3 separate regions of the Mus musculus genome follow, and all the other regions are linked to region 2. A link is a contact called in public promoter capture Hi-C data. All regions are on one chromosome and are shown on one strand. Each heading gives the region's core, a stretch centred on a gene start, on an enhancer-like site or on the middle of the called end of the contact. The rest is flanking DNA. Distances are from core to core; before and after follow the strand shown.

Region 1 (4,986 bases), core at 799-3,298, 830 kb before region 2:
AGACAGTTAAGGGGAAGATCTGGGTAGGAGAATCCAAACTTGATCACAGGACAAGAAAAAGACAGTGACTCTAGGCAGGAATTAACCTCAGATCTACAGTCCCAACACTCTGGGTAGAACAGCAACTTCGAGGCCAGTGTGTAATATATAGTGAGTTCCACGTCAGTTTCAGGTACTGCAAGACTGTCTCAAAAACAAAACAAAAGGGATGTGCTTTGAAAATTGTAATCTACCCTCCTGTTTTTGTTGTGTTCGGCTTAGGTGTTTTGTTTTGTTTTGAAACCTTGGCTGTTCTGGAACTCACTCTGTAAACCAGGCTGGCCTTGGGGTTAGAGATGTGCCCCACCACCCCTGGACATTCTTCTCTCTTTTTATTTTTAATTATTTTTTTAAAGATTTATTTATTTATTATATGTAAGTACACTGTAGCTGTCTTCAGACACTCCAGAAGAGGGAGTCAGATCTCGTTACGGATGGTTGTGAACCACCATGTGGTTGCTGGGATTTGAACTCTGGACCTTTGGAAGAGCAGTCAGATGCTCTTACCCACTGAGCCATCTCACCAGCCCCTAATTATTATTTTTTATGTGAATGGGCATTTTGCCTGCATATATGTCTGTGTACCACATGTGTACCTGGGGCCAGTGGAAGCCAGAAAAGGGTGTTGGAGCCCCTGGAACTGAAGTTACAGATGGTTGTAGCTTCCACATGTGTGCTGGGAATCAAACCTGATTCTGGAAGAGCAGTCAATGCTTTTATCTGCTGAGCCATCTTTCTTGCCCCTCCACCCTCCTCTTCAGGGAAGAGGAGAAGCAAGAAAAGCAGTCATGACAGGATAGTCCAGAATAAAGTGGTAGTGGTACGGATGAAGAAAACCAATGTGCAAGAGAAGTCAAAACACCAACATTGAGAAGACACCATGAAAGTGACTGGTTAGCTCCTTGGGAAAAGGAACTTGAAGGAGGTCCATACTTGTACGTGTTCGTCATATAAACGGTACCATTCTGGCGGCAGCTAGACTCAGGTCTGGCGTTCCATAGAGGGCTGGGTTGTAGGTTATTGAGCTCTCAGGGGAAGGGTTAATAGAAGAGAGCCACCCCAGAAGTTAGCTACCCTGGTGCAATCCACTAAGGTTCCTCGCTCTCCCTCTAGGTGGCGCCAGAAGCCTTGCACTTCTCTTGGGCCTTTTTCTGAATTGAGCTCTCTCTCCACATTCTTCGCCAGCTCTCTCCCTGGACGTGCTTAGGTCGTGCCCTCTCAGCTGTAGACCCAAAACAGTAGCTGACTCTGGAAAGCTTGTCGCCCACGCGGCCAGCACATGCCTGGAGGCTCAGGGACTTCAGGGAGGGTGGTGTGACTGGCGTGAGCACCTGTCCCTTGGGTCCCCTCCAAGAACCAGTGTAGAGACTATGTGGAGGGGATGGGCCAGTAGGCAGCGCGCCGCCCAGAGATGCGTGGAAAGAAAGGACGATCAGGCATGGTCTCCAGATACACTAGGAACGGAAGTTATTGGTCCCTTGGATCATCTCCTCGTGGGAAGCGTGTCGCGGACCCTTTAAGGCTCCATCTCCTTTGCCCTCCCCCGCCTGGGACAGGCTGGGACACCCGGGACCTGACATTTGGCGGAGCCTAACGTGGGAACTAAAAATAGCCACTCCGGGTTACTTCGGGGCATACACACATACACACACACACACACACACACACACGCGGGCTCTATGTCATCCTGCTGGAGTTACCCCGTACCCTGGCAAGTACATGTAGCCCATACCCTCCTCTTCGACCTTTCAGGGGGACCAGCTGCACTCAATTCTTTCAGAAATTTCGCAGTCCAAGATTTTGGATGGCGGGAAGAGCCTTTTGTTCCAAGGACCCTACTTTGAAAACTCAGAAGCAGGCGGGAACCTTAGGGGCGTGTCTCCCCAGCCAGCACTAGGGCTAGGGGTGGGGGCGTGGCCTTTTGGGGTGTGCGGGCTCCTGGCCAATGGGTGTTGTGAAGGGCGTGTCCTATGGCGGGGCGGGAGTGGGGAGGTGGCTTCAGCTCTCCGCATCTTTCCCCCTCAAGCGGGTCTCACTAGATCCCGGAGAGCCTTGGTGCTCTCCGGTTCCGTGGGTTGTGGCAGTGAGTCCCACCAGACCCGCCCTTTGCACACGGCTTCCGAACGCCGGGGTCTCGTGCCGGCCAGGCCCGGACCCTATACCCTATTCATTTTTTTCTTATTGCAGCGCCTGAGTCTTTTCTTCTTTTAAAACAAGATGCCGTCGGGTTTCCAGCAGATCGGCTCTGACGTAAGGTTCAGCATACCGGGGCGAATTGGGAAATCTGGTCCAGTTTTTCTTGGGCTGAGTTTGGGGTTGGGGTCAGCTAGGAGGCGGTTCTTGCGCAGGCGCAGGGGTTGGAGATGGGGGGCTGGCTATTTATATTCAGCCTAGACAACCCGTGACTGTCAAATTCCAATCCCGCCAAGAGACAGAGTGGGTCCGAGAGACTCTTTACGCGCCCAGGCTGAGAGACTGGATTCTCGGGAATCCAGAACTTGTCTCCTAGCCTACTGTGCACTGCATGGGGTGACACTCTGCCCACGACTCTATTTGGAATGGTAGATCCAGAGTCTCGCCTTCCCTTCCCGGAGCTGTTCAGATTTACGGTGTTTCTAGGACCCGAGCACTTCGGGGGCCCCACCCCCACTGCTGGCTGTCTTCCAGGAGGCTGAACTTTCTCTCGGCCTTGCGGTGGGTGGAGGGGCAGAGGGGAGTGTCAGCCCCCCCCCCCAGCTCAGGTTTCCTCTTGGAGACAGACTGTGCCGCCAGCAGTAGCCACCACTGCCACCGCCCCTCACACCACTCACTACCATCCCTCCTCTTCCCCTGGGCATGGCTCTCTCTCCCTGCTAAAATCCCCCCTCACATCCCCGAGTACTTGGTCCCAGTTTAGGAGCTGAGGGTTGGCTAGGCCTAGACCTAAAAGGCTACCCCAAAGCAATGACCCAGACGCCCTTTCTGGACTAGCCATTCTTGGGCCTGTTTACGGCCTACTGGAGCAAGCTGAGAGAACTTCCAGAAGGAAGAGACAAGGGCTAGAGGTGATGTTAAAACATTATTTATATTAGTTTATAAAACAGGCACTGTCTGGGATACTGTTATAGTTGATTTTGATTTTTCAAGTGTTTTCACAGACTGACAGGTAGCCGAGGGAGGCAATATCACCTGACAGAAGAGGAAATCCAGGTTCAGTTTAGAGTGGGGAAGTGACTTACCCAAGGTCACACAAGTCTTGAGTCTGTCTCAAGGTCACAGGGGAATTTTGAGGTCCAGATCCTCAAACTTTTGCCTGTGGTGTGGACACAGAGATCGGTTTTTTCCTACATGCCCAGGTTCCTGTGGCGTTCTGTTTACAGTGAGATCTTTGTACAATTCCTAATATGGCCCACTTTCTCTCATCCAGTATGTTGGATGGAGCCCAGAATCTTCATGCTGCAGCTAGGCCTGGGCCCCTGAAGGAAGTCAAACATGACTCTACATGACATACCTTCCTTTGTTTCTGTCTGTCCAGGATGGGGAACCCCCTCGGCAGCGAGTGACTGGAACACTGGTCCTAGCTGTATTCTCAGCTGTGCTTGGCTCCCTTCAGTTTGGCTATAACATTGGGGTTATCAATGCCCCACAGAAGGTGAGTGACCTACCAGCTGTTGGGGTGTGGTGGGCGGGGTATATCAGGCAGTGGAAAGAGAAAGGTCTCTAGAGTTACTCCCATATTCCCCCCCCTCCCTCGCAACCAGGTGATTGAACAGAGCTACAATGCAACGTGGCTGGGTAGGCAAGGTCCTGGGGGACCGGATTCCATCCCACAAGGCACCCTCACTACGCTCTGGGCTCTCTCCGTGGCCATCTTCTCTGTGGGTGGCATGATCTCTTCCTTTCTCATTGGCATCATTTCTCAATGGTTGGGAAGGTATGGAGCTGGAGGGCAGAGGAGGGGAGGAGTAGGACGGAGGGCCACAGCATGGGTGTCGTGACCAGCCCTCCTCTCTGTGTGCCTGCCAGGAAAAGGGCTATGCTGGCCAACAATGTCTTGGCCGTGTTGGGGGGCGCCCTCATGGGCCTAGCCAATGCCGCGGCCTCCTATGAGATACTCATTCTTGGACGGTTCCTCATTGGCGCCTACTCAGGTACCCACAGGTGCTATGGCTCTACTCTGTGCCTCTGCTCTCCTTAATGTATGTGTATGAGCTTCTATATGGAATATGCAGCTATCCTCGGCTCTCTCTTCTTCCTTCTGCCCAGGGCTAACATCAGGGCTGGTGCCCATGTATGTGGGAGAAATCGCCCCCACTCATCTTCGGGGTGCCTTGGGAACACTCAACCAACTGGCCATCGTCATTGGCATTCTGGTTGCCCAGGTAAAAAGACCTGGCTTTGTGGGGAGCTGGAGTAGGAGTTGGAGAGGACGCCTGCATTTGGGCTGGAAGGAAGAGCAAAGTCACTTTTCCTCTTTCCTGTCTTTTCCTACAGGTGCTGGGCTTGGAGTCTATGCTGGGCACAGCTACCCTGTGGCCACTGCTTCTGGCTCTCACAGTACTCCCTGCTCTCCTGCAGCTGATTCTGCTGCCCTTCTGTCCTGAGAGCCCCAGATACCTCTACATCATCCGGAACCTGGAGGGGCCTGCCCGAAAGAGTGAGCCCTCACCTTGTATCTAGCCCAGGCTCATACCTCCACCCCATCTTGCTAGTAACCGGGCCTCCTCTCGGGTTCCCTAAAGCCTGACATTCCCCTCCCCCAGGTCTAAAGCGCCTGACCGGCTGGGCTGATGTGTCTGACGCACTAGCTGAGCTGAAGGATGAGAAACGGAAGTTGGAGAGAGAGCGTCCAATGTCCTTGCTCCAGCTCCTGGGCAGCCGCACCCACCGGCAGCCTCTGATCATCGCAGTGGTGCTGCAGCTGAGCCAACAGCTCTCAGGCATCAATGCTGTACGTAGAGAGGCCCA
Region 2 (4,500 bases), core at 956-3,455:
GCGGCCGGGCTGGCGTCGTGCGCAAAGGCCGCCAAGCGAAGCAGGCACTCGCGGAAGCCGGACAAGTAGCAGCTGGCGAGCGCCTCGGCGTCCTGGCCTGGGGACCGGGGAACCCCTGGTGCGGCCGGCGGGAGGACAGGCGGGCAGGGCAGGGGCCCAACGGGGTTGAGGGAAGGGGCGGGGCGCAGAGATACCGAGGTCAGACGGGCGCACAGACAGAGACAGGAGGCCGGATGGACGTGCAGAGGAGGGCAATGAGGGAGACACAGAGACAGACACGCGCGGGTGTTATTAACCTCGCCATGGTGCACAGCTGGCCGCTCCCCCAAGTCCCAGGCCACCTCAGAGCCCGCCCCTCCCCCGGCCGGAGCCTTCCGGGCTCCCACCCTCCCAGCCTCCCTCCGCTGCCCCACCCCCCGCGCTGTACCCGGGGGCTCCACCCGGCTTCGCTCCCTCAAGTAGCCCACGGCGAACTCCAGTATCTCCGCTTTCTCCAGCTTCGGGTTCCGGAGGTTCTACAGACGGGGGGAGGGGCGCAGAGACAGAAAGGGGTGGGGAGAGAGGGGGAAAGTGGCTAGGGGAAGAAGGGAGGGGCGGATACGGGAGCTGCGGGTGCCCCCATGACTCGCGACCGAATGTGGAGATGGCCAAGAAAAGTTCCCGTCCCACCCCGAGATGAGCCTGTCCAACCTGAGGGAGTGGAACCAGTTCCCAATATGAGAGGTGTACGAAACAGCAACCCGGATGGTGAAAACCACCGCAGAACTGAAGCCCATTGATCAGGCGTGGGAGGTAGATAAGGAATTTTAGAAAACCCCAAGTGGGAAACTGACGCAGGCTGGAAGCTCAGTTTACCGAGCCAGACTGGAAACTTACAGACCAGCAAGGTGGAGAAGAGCAAGTTCTGAGAGCGAGAGGGGGTCTGGGATGGGATTTCAAGGAGCAGGCTTGGGTCCAGAGTCACCACTCCAGCTTATGTCCCCACCCCAGTAGAAAGCTCTGGGACACAGGTACAGAATGCTTAGGGGCCTGGGGCCAGCGGTGGAACTGACCTGGTCCCTGGTCCTCTCCAGGAGCAGCAGCCTCAGCTCTTCTAGGCTGCGGTTGATGCGGTCCCGGCGCCGCTTCTCCACCAACGGCTTCAGCATCTGTGACCAGCGGGAAAGGAAGAGCGGGCCGACCGGACCGAGACTCAGCGCCGCCGCGCAAGCGTCCGATCCTGCCGCTGGGAAAACCCCCCATGCGCCCCTTTCCCCTAATCCCAGGCTGCTTGGGTCTGGTCCATTCGTTTCCCTCTCACTCCCTGCTACTTCCCAGTCCCTTGGGTCGCTTTCCGTGGCTCGCCCACTTCTCCCTGCCCTTTCTGTGTTCAGCTTTCTCCTCTCTTCTCCCCTCTATGGCACTCTTCTTTTCTCTTTATATCTCTATCTTGTGTCGTCTCCCTCTCAGTGTATCACTGAAGAACTTTAGGGCCACTCTTTGCCCCCAGGCTAGTGAGCCGCGCGATAGAGACCTAAGGTGAAAGGCAGACACACAGTGCGACCACACCTCCTCTTCTCACTCAAACCCTTCACTCGTTCTCCTAATATCTCTCACCTGGCCTCGCACCTCCGGAACCAACGACTCAAAGGTCTTCTCTTTGAGTCAGATGTGGGTTCCCAGGCGCTTACAGACAGCGTCCATAGCCTTTCCTCTATTTTTGTTTCCACCCTCCTCCACCAGCTATGGCCTCTAGCTTATCTCATGTTATAGTATAGCTTCGTGGGGTTTTGTTTGTTTGTTTTATTTTGGTTTGGTTTTTGTTTGTTTGTTTGTTTGTTTTTTCGGTAGGGGTGCACTCTGTGGCCTCGAACTTGCGATAATCCACCTGCCCCAGCTTCCCGAGCCCTAGAATAGGCCACGATGCCCAAATTCTGGCACTTTCCTAGCCACAAGCCTTAGCCCACAATAATGCAAACCCCTAGACCTCCGCTTCCGCAGCCCGCGCAAGTTGGGCTCTGACCCTGCCCTCTTTATACTTTACAGGTTCTTTCGGTCTTTTCACTCTTGTGTCTCCATCCTCATTCCTAGCCCACAGAGTTAGAACCTTTAAGTCCTCTGGCCTGAACAGGGACCCTATTTCCCTCCCTTCCCACCTCTCACCTTGGGGCCGTCCCTATTCTCAGCTCGCTCCCGGGTGACCATTGCTCCTCCGGACCCTTCGGTGGACTCAGCGCGTGCTGCCTAGATCCTTATATCCCGCCGCTGCAGGGTAGGAGGGCTAGGGCCCGGCCCCGCCCCCTTCAGCCCCTAGATGCCCAGCTCAAGGACCCCGGCACGAGGCTCCCGGAAAGGCAGGGAGTGAAGGGGGAGGGGAAGGGGAGGAACTAGCCCCAAATGTGGGAAGTGAGGGGAGGAAGGGGCCACAGGCTGGTTTAAGGACCATAAAGCTGTATAATAAGGCGGGACCCAACTGGAGGGAGGAGATTATTAGGGGAAGAGAGTCTAAGTGAACTGGGAAGAAATCACTTAGGCATGAAATTTGGGGGTCTCCTAGACTAGTAGATTTCTTGGAGGTTCACTATAGCCCCACCAACCCTGAAATAAATGTTGGCATGCTTCTGCCTCCAGGCTGAATATTATAATCTTCTCCCAACCCCTAAAGGTGCAGAGCAGATCTACCGGATTCTACTGGCTGGCTGTGGGAAAAGACGGCGCCGTTGTATCTGTCTCTTCTACTCAATTCCCACAATAACTCCAGTACTTATCCCTGCAGACGTAGTAATAAGGAGAATCTGCCGCCAAACTGACTCTATAGATACTGTGACTTGAGTCCCCGGGAACAGATTTTCCTAAGGATGGCTGGACTAAGGGAGGACAAAGGAAACTTCTAGGGGGAAAAAAATCCTTGAAGTATACGTGAGTGAAGAAATCTTTCCATTCACTACCCTTGATCTTAGTTAGCCAAGAGGCCGAGAAGCGATACCTTTCCGTTTACAAGAACTTGGTTTAAAACTAAATTCAGGAGTACAGCTGGCAGGAAAACATAGAGTGCACCAGTTGGTGGGCGCTCTGGAGGCCTCTAGGGACTGTAGGGGAGCAGGGAGACGTGAGATTTGCTAAAGGGACAAGAAAGGTTTGGTTGCAAAATGGGATCTTCACCCACCTCAAACAAAGAGCATGACCTCTCAGAAGGATGGATATGTCAACACCTGGAGACTTCAGGGCGAAGTGCCTGAGAAGGTAAAATCGAAATTTAACACGACAAGAAGGCCTGGGGAAAGGACATAATAAAGACAGGGCTACAAACCGAGCCAGAAGATAGCTGTGGAGTCAGAGACAAAGTGGAACCCCTTCCCAGAGGCCCTCCACATCCTGAGAGGGTTTTCTGGCAAGAGGCTGCCTTGCCAAAGGCAGAGCAGGAGGGGCCCGGTACTTGAGAAAGGAGGCACCCATTTGGGGTTAGGGCCCTCAGTACATCCCACCTTCCCCTACTTCAGCCAAATGGAAGCACAGATGTGTGGTCCCAGCAGGCCCCACCGCCCCCCTCCTTGGGAACCAGGATTGGGGTTGAGTTTTTCTCACCTGCACGTGAGGCTCGGGGCCTGAGGCAGTTTGCACCCGGGTGTGGGGCCGCCCCTGGCCATATGGAATGACTTTATGGCCCGGTGGCCGGATCCAACGGAGAGAAAAAAATGGCCTGACGCTCCACCCACCTCAATGATTCTCTACAACCTTTTCCCACACCTAGAAGTAGGATTGGATCTGCCTCTGAGAAGTTCACATAGGCTTATTATGACCTCTCTCCTTGTCTGCATTGGTGGTTCAGTGGTAGAATTCTCGCCTGCCACGCGGGAGGCCCGGGTTCGATTCCCGGCCAATGCACAGTTCTAGCTTTTTTCTTTTTTTTTTTTTCCGTCTACCTCAACTAGGAAAAAGTTAAATTGACAGCACATCAAGCAAGTATTATTCTTGCGCTTTAACATTTTAACCAAAACTGATATGTAGTGTTTTGTTTCTGTGGCCGGCTTGGACGTTCCAAAATTATTCTCTGACTCCGCAGGTCCTCACAATCTACCCCTAACCCTCGGGAGTTCTGGCTGCCTCGACACACATCTTTGTCCACACTCCCTGAGGCGCAACCCTGAGAAAGGACACGGAGCTGGGATCACTGCCCAAGAGTTCTCTCCTTCCTCAGCAGGGGAGGGCCAGGTCTTCCAGGTCTTTCCCTCTTCCTCTCTCTCCCTTTCATTTTCTGTTCTCTGAAGCACCTTTTCCCCATATTCAGTCCTGGGCATTCCAGTTTTCCGGTTTTACTGGTCCCTGAGCACTTCCAGCGACTCCATCTCTCTGATAGTTTTTTCAGGTCTCTCGGAGACTTCTGCTGGGGTCTCTCCGGGTCTAGAGTGTACTTTCCGGCTTCTGAGTCTCACATCCTTCTGCTGCTCCCTCTCTGGGCCTCTCCGGGCTACCTCGTCGTCTTTCCTGGTCCCTGTCGCCTCCGGCAACCCTGCGCTCCCA
Region 3 (4,541 bases), core at 1,694-4,193, 540 kb before region 2:
ACACGTGGGCCAACGGCTCCCAGCCTTGTGTTCAGCTCCAAGCCCAAATTCAAATCCGAATCCTATACCCAATTCAGGGTGGAAGAAAGGTAAAGCTAAAGTGGGGCTTAAAGAGGGCAAGAGGCAAGTCCTGGGCTCGTTCAGCAGGGAAGAGGAAGAGAAGAGGAGGGGATAAACTGGATGGAGCATTCTTGTGATTTCAGACCCACCATTGCACTTCTACAGGCTTGGGGCATATCTGTTTTGAATCCCAACAAAACCAAGGTCCAGGGAGGTTGTGACGGTACCCATCCCCACCTGTCTCTCTCATTTCCTTATGGACAGCTTACCTTTGGATTCAAACAGGTATACAGCTTGAGTTTGTCTCTATCCTCTATTCTTCCATATCCCATACCTGTACCCCCGGAGCCTCTGTTCTTGCTCTGTGGACATGGATGCCTCTGTCCCTGATGCCTTGAGTCTTTCTGTTCACCTTAAGGACCTACATCAGAGCCCGAGTACAGTCTACCTGGACTACATGGCGGTGGAATACAATGTGTCCTTCCCACAGGCAGCACGTGAGTAATCTCTTCTCCTTACCACACTAAAAGTCTAGGCTGGGCGTGCTGGGCTGGTGGGGAGGACTCAGGAGTCAGGACTGGATTTGACTCTTAATTACTAATTACTGCAGAGTGGACATTCATGGCGCAGAATTCATCTCTTCGAGAGCTCCAAGCTCCCTTGGGCCAAAGCTTCTGCTGTGGAAATGCAAGCATAGTTCTTTCTCCAGCTGTTCACCTTGACCTGCTCTCTCTAAGGCTACAGGCTGCTCAGCTGCCTGACAAGGGACACTTCGGGCCATGTAAGCCCTACCTACTTCTTCTTTCCTAGAGCTCTCCCATTGCTCTGGAAACCTTCCCCAGAACTCTTTTTCTAGACCTCCGCCTCCTCTACAAGACTGCCTTATTTCCCCTTTGCTGACTGCTCTCACCTATGGGTTGGCTCCTCAGCCTTTCTTCATCCCCTTTCCTCTTCCGTCCTCCCCCACCTCCCACCTTTAGCCCGTCCACCACTGCAGCAATTCTCAGGGATCCCATTATTCTGCCAGGTTTCTCTTGCAACCGTGACCAGTCCCTCTTGCTGCCTCTCATCATTGGCCTGGTCCTCCTCGGCCTCCTCACCCTGGTGCTCATCGCCTTCTGCATCACCCGCAGACGACAATCAACCTACCAGCCCCTCTGAGCATCTGCCCCAGTCCACTGTGTAAGCCACCAAGGAGCGCCTCATCTCTTCACCATGCCACTGACTCAACAGTTACCTTCCTTCTCTGTCTTTAGGAACACAATGAAGAGATTTTATAATAGGGGTGGGGAATCAATAAACATGAATGGTACCTACTACTCCTTTCTTTCCTCATTAAGAGTACAAACACTTAATGAAATCTTTTCTCTTGGCTTGCCTTGTCCTGCCGGGGCTAAAAGCCACGAGTTTCTTGTCATATGCCTTCCTGTGCCTTCCCGTGGCTGAGTCACCAAGAGACAGCTGGCAAGAAGGGACAAAAGTACCAGAGAGTGACCAAATGCCTTCATTGGTTCATCCCTCAATGTCCTGTGACTGCTGGTGAAGCTGCCAAAATTCCCTCCTCCCTCTGGGGCCAATGGCTGCCTAGTCCCTTACAGAATGAATCATTCCGACCTGACACCCTGTTGCTGACCCTCGGGGCGCAGCTAGGTACAACACAACTAAAATATGAGTAGGTGGCTGTATTAATTTATTTCAAAAGTGGTGACTGAACAATGAGATTCCATGTGCACTGTGGCCGGGGCTAGTTCACTGAGGAGCCCACTGGTGCAGCCGACTTCTATGAGGCTGTGCTACGAGGAACAACTTCAGGCCTCGCAAACACATCCCCGAGTACCAGAAGGAGAGGGAGCGGTGGCAATTGCAATCTGCCCTTGTCCAGATATAAAAAGGGATTTTTCAGACAGCCACCCACTGTACCAAAGTATAAATTCTACTGTTTATAGTAGGACATGGTTCAACGGATGGGAGCCAAGGATGGGTGCCTTTCCAATTTAACAGTCCCATGAGGTTACAGAAATTCTTGGACCAGAGCCCCCACACAGCAGAGGTACATGTGACATTATGCCCTGACCAGCAACTACATTCCCCTCACCCCCAAAAACAAGGAACTGAGAAACAGTTTAGGAATGCCCTACAGCCTGAACCAAGAGTAGGTGTCCTGGCAGTGTGGTGGAATGTAGATGGCTCTCTTCGCCTAACCCTAGGGGCCCTTTCCCAGACAAATACTGGAATTTTGCTCGCACCCTCTGGGTTCCCACCTAGACACAGCAGACTGAGGTCCCCTGTTGTGTCAGGGGTTGCTCTCCTGCAGCGGAGCTCGCCCCTTACGGATGGCTGTGAGCCACCATGTGGTTGCTGGGATTTGAACTCAGTACCTTTGGAAGAGCAATCGGCGCTCTTAACCGCTGAGCCATCTCACCAGCCCCACCGTCATCCTCTTAACATCTGGACAGAGGACGAAGCAGGGGACCAGAAAGAAGGCCCAGCTCGGAATGGCTCTTTTGCGGCTCTATTCCCTCTGGAGAAACCAAGAGGAAAGATAAAGAGAGCTGCAGTGCTTCTGCTAGCGCCATTTTGAAGACTCGAACTCTTTTCCCTTTCAACTTCAAACACTATCAAGTTGGCCGAGATTAGACAAGATGGCGTACATGCAGGGGGGACAGGGCGAGGGGGCAGCATGGACCTTGCTTTCAGAACAAGAGCGTAAACAAAAGTGAGGAAGTCCTAACAGCGCAGGCGCCAAACGCGGACACGCTTTAAAATTCGAACGTCAAGGCGCGCACAAAAGCCTGCCTGGGAAGGAGACCTGTGTCCCCTAGAGGAGGCGGGCGAGCATCACGGAGAGGGAAGAGCAGCCCTGGCCTCGGGGACAGCAGGGCGGGGTGTGCGCGGCGCGCATGCGCGGCGCGGATAAATGGCGGGGGTTGTCCCGCCTGGCGGAAGCTTAGCTTTCCAACATGGCGGGGGAGGCCGACGGGCCGTTCAAAGGGCTGCTGGTGCCAATTCTTTTACCTGAGAAATGTTACGACCAGCTCTTCGTGCAATGGGACTTGCTTCATGGTGAGTTTTATTTCAGCCTTCAAGGTCTAGCTGGAGCAGCCTTGAACCGTAAGTTGGCGTGACAGTGGCGATTAATGTCACCGCGAAGCTGGGCAGAAGGCGGTTCTGACGAGGGCGGAAGTGTTTGGGGCCCTGCATAGGAAAAGTGCCATATTTGGGCATGAAGGGGTGTCTCCCGAAAAAAAGTTAAATTTGTGTTTTACAATCTCGGAAGTCTGTACCCAACCCTCATCCCTTTCTGGGCTGGGAGTCGAACTCAGGGCGGCATGTGCTACTCTGCTAACCAGGCTCTAGCCCCAGGCTGGAAAACTCGGAGCTTTTTTGTCGTACCCCCCCCCCCCCCCCCGACAGGGTATAGCTCTGGCTGACCTGGAACTCGCTCTGTAGACCAGGCTGGCCTCGAACTCAGAAATCCACCTGACTCTGTCTCCCAAATGCTGGGATTAAAGGTGTGTGCCACCAATCCTCGGCGGAAAACTCGTATTTTATAAAACAAAATTAAAACCCCAGCCAGGCATGTAGGCCTCCTTTCGCCCCAAGCACTCAACTGACAGAGGCTCACAAATTTTTTTTTTTATCCCCTCTCTCCAGCACCAGCTTCTGGAATTTACTATGTGGCACAGACTGCCCTTGAACTGGCAACAGTCCTCCTGCCTCAGTCACTAGAGTGTTGGGAGTATAGCACTTTTCCTTTCCTTTTTCTTTACAAAGGCCTTTGATAAGCCTTCTCCATCTCTCTATTCTAAGTGACTTTTGGCTTACAATAGTCAAGACGCCTTCCTGGGCCAAATGCCCACCAGGTCAAAGATTCAGTGGTAGAGAGATTGCCAGGATCAGGGTTTTGTAGGCAGCAGCTCAGCTCACTCGCTGCAATCTATTGAAAATCAGCCCTGGACACAGGGTTTGAAAGAAAAATGTTTTTTAAAAAAAATTAGAGAAATTGCCAGGAACTGTGGCCCACACCTTTAATCCCAGCCCTTGGGAGGGACCCAGAGGCGGGAGTTCAAGGACAGCCTAGGCAACTGGATGAGTTCCAATACAACCAGGGCTGGCTACACAGAGCAGCCTTGTCTGGAAAAACCAAGATAAGAAGTAAATGATAGGGGCTGGAGAGATGGCTCAGTGGTTAAGAGCACTGACTGCTCTCCCAGAGGTTCTGAGTTTAATTCCCAGCAACCACATGGTGGCCTACAACCATCTGTAATGGGATCCAATGCCCTCTTCTGGTGTGTCTGAAGATAGATAGCTACAATGTACTCACACACATAAAGTAAATAAATAAATAAATCTTTAAAAAAAAGAAGTAAATGATAGAGATAGTGGAAGAACAAGGATAAATGTCCTGGAAGAGTGGGGACAACCTGAAGGTTCAGGAATGTATGAATGTGGGAATGGGGTGGGGGGGGAGAGAAAAGAGT

The links. Promoter capture Hi-C pulls out the DNA fragments that hold promoters and counts their contacts.
Region 1: a promoter capture Hi-C map of neutrophils shows a contact between it and region 2, with 3 times the contacts expected there. The contact joins the promoter of Slc2a4 here to the promoter of Hes7 in region 2. A contact is called at or near these places in 2 of 39 promoter capture datasets (neutrophils and stem cell-derived epiblast-like cells) and 2 of 115 datasets of contacts at active chromatin or transcription factors (kidney and pancreatic cancer cells).
Region 3: a contact with region 2 is called in a promoter capture Hi-C map of embryonic stem cells, with 4 times the contacts expected there. The contact joins the promoter of Mpdu1 here to the promoter of Hes7 in region 2. A contact is called at or near these places in 11 of 39 promoter capture datasets (the 3T3-L1 cell line, the C10 cell line, the HPC-7 cell line and 7 more), 5 of 484 Hi-C or Micro-C datasets (CD4 T cells, LSK cells, cortical neurons and 1 more), 9 of 115 datasets of contacts at active chromatin or transcription factors (the 230-238 cell line, the NIH/3T3 cell line, astrocytes and 6 more) and 3 of 9 other capture datasets (adipose tissue, liver and macrophages).

The regions. Positions count from the first base shown.
Region 1 is chr11:69,945,252-69,950,237 of GRCm38.p6, reverse strand. Slc2a4 (solute carrier family 2 (facilitated glucose transporter), member 4) reads left to right here and starts at 2,048. Exons shown (of 11, transcript NM_009204.2): 1 at 2,048-2,289; 2 at 3,554-3,670; 3 at 3,780-3,952; 4 at 4,045-4,169; 5 at 4,285-4,400; 6 at 4,513-4,675; 7 at 4,782-4,969. The coding sequence starts at 2,257.
Region 2 is chr11:69,118,158-69,122,657 of GRCm38.p6, reverse strand. Hes7 (hes family bHLH transcription factor 7) reads right to left here and starts at 2,205. Exons shown (of 4, transcript NM_033041.4): 1 at 2,143-2,205; 2 at 1,053-1,148; 3 at 428-515; 4 at 1-115. The coding sequence starts at 2,184. It overlaps n-TGgcc5 (a tRNA gene), which reads left to right and starts at 3,794; the gene lies at 3,794-3,864. It also overlaps 9130213A22Rik.
Region 3 is chr11:69,661,051-69,665,591 of GRCm38.p6, reverse strand. It overlaps Mpdu1 (mannose-P-dolichol utilization defect 1), which reads left to right and starts at 2,943. Exons shown (of 7, transcript NM_011900.4): 1 at 2,943-3,123. The coding sequence starts at 3,021. It overlaps Mir1934 (microRNA 1934), which reads right to left and starts at 2,549; the gene lies at 2,467-2,549. It overlaps Cd68 (CD68 antigen), which reads left to right. Exons shown (of 6, transcript NM_001291058.1): 2 at 1-89; 3 at 226-345; 4 at 479-557; 5 at 671-841; 6 at 1,088-1,379. The coding sequence ends at 1,221.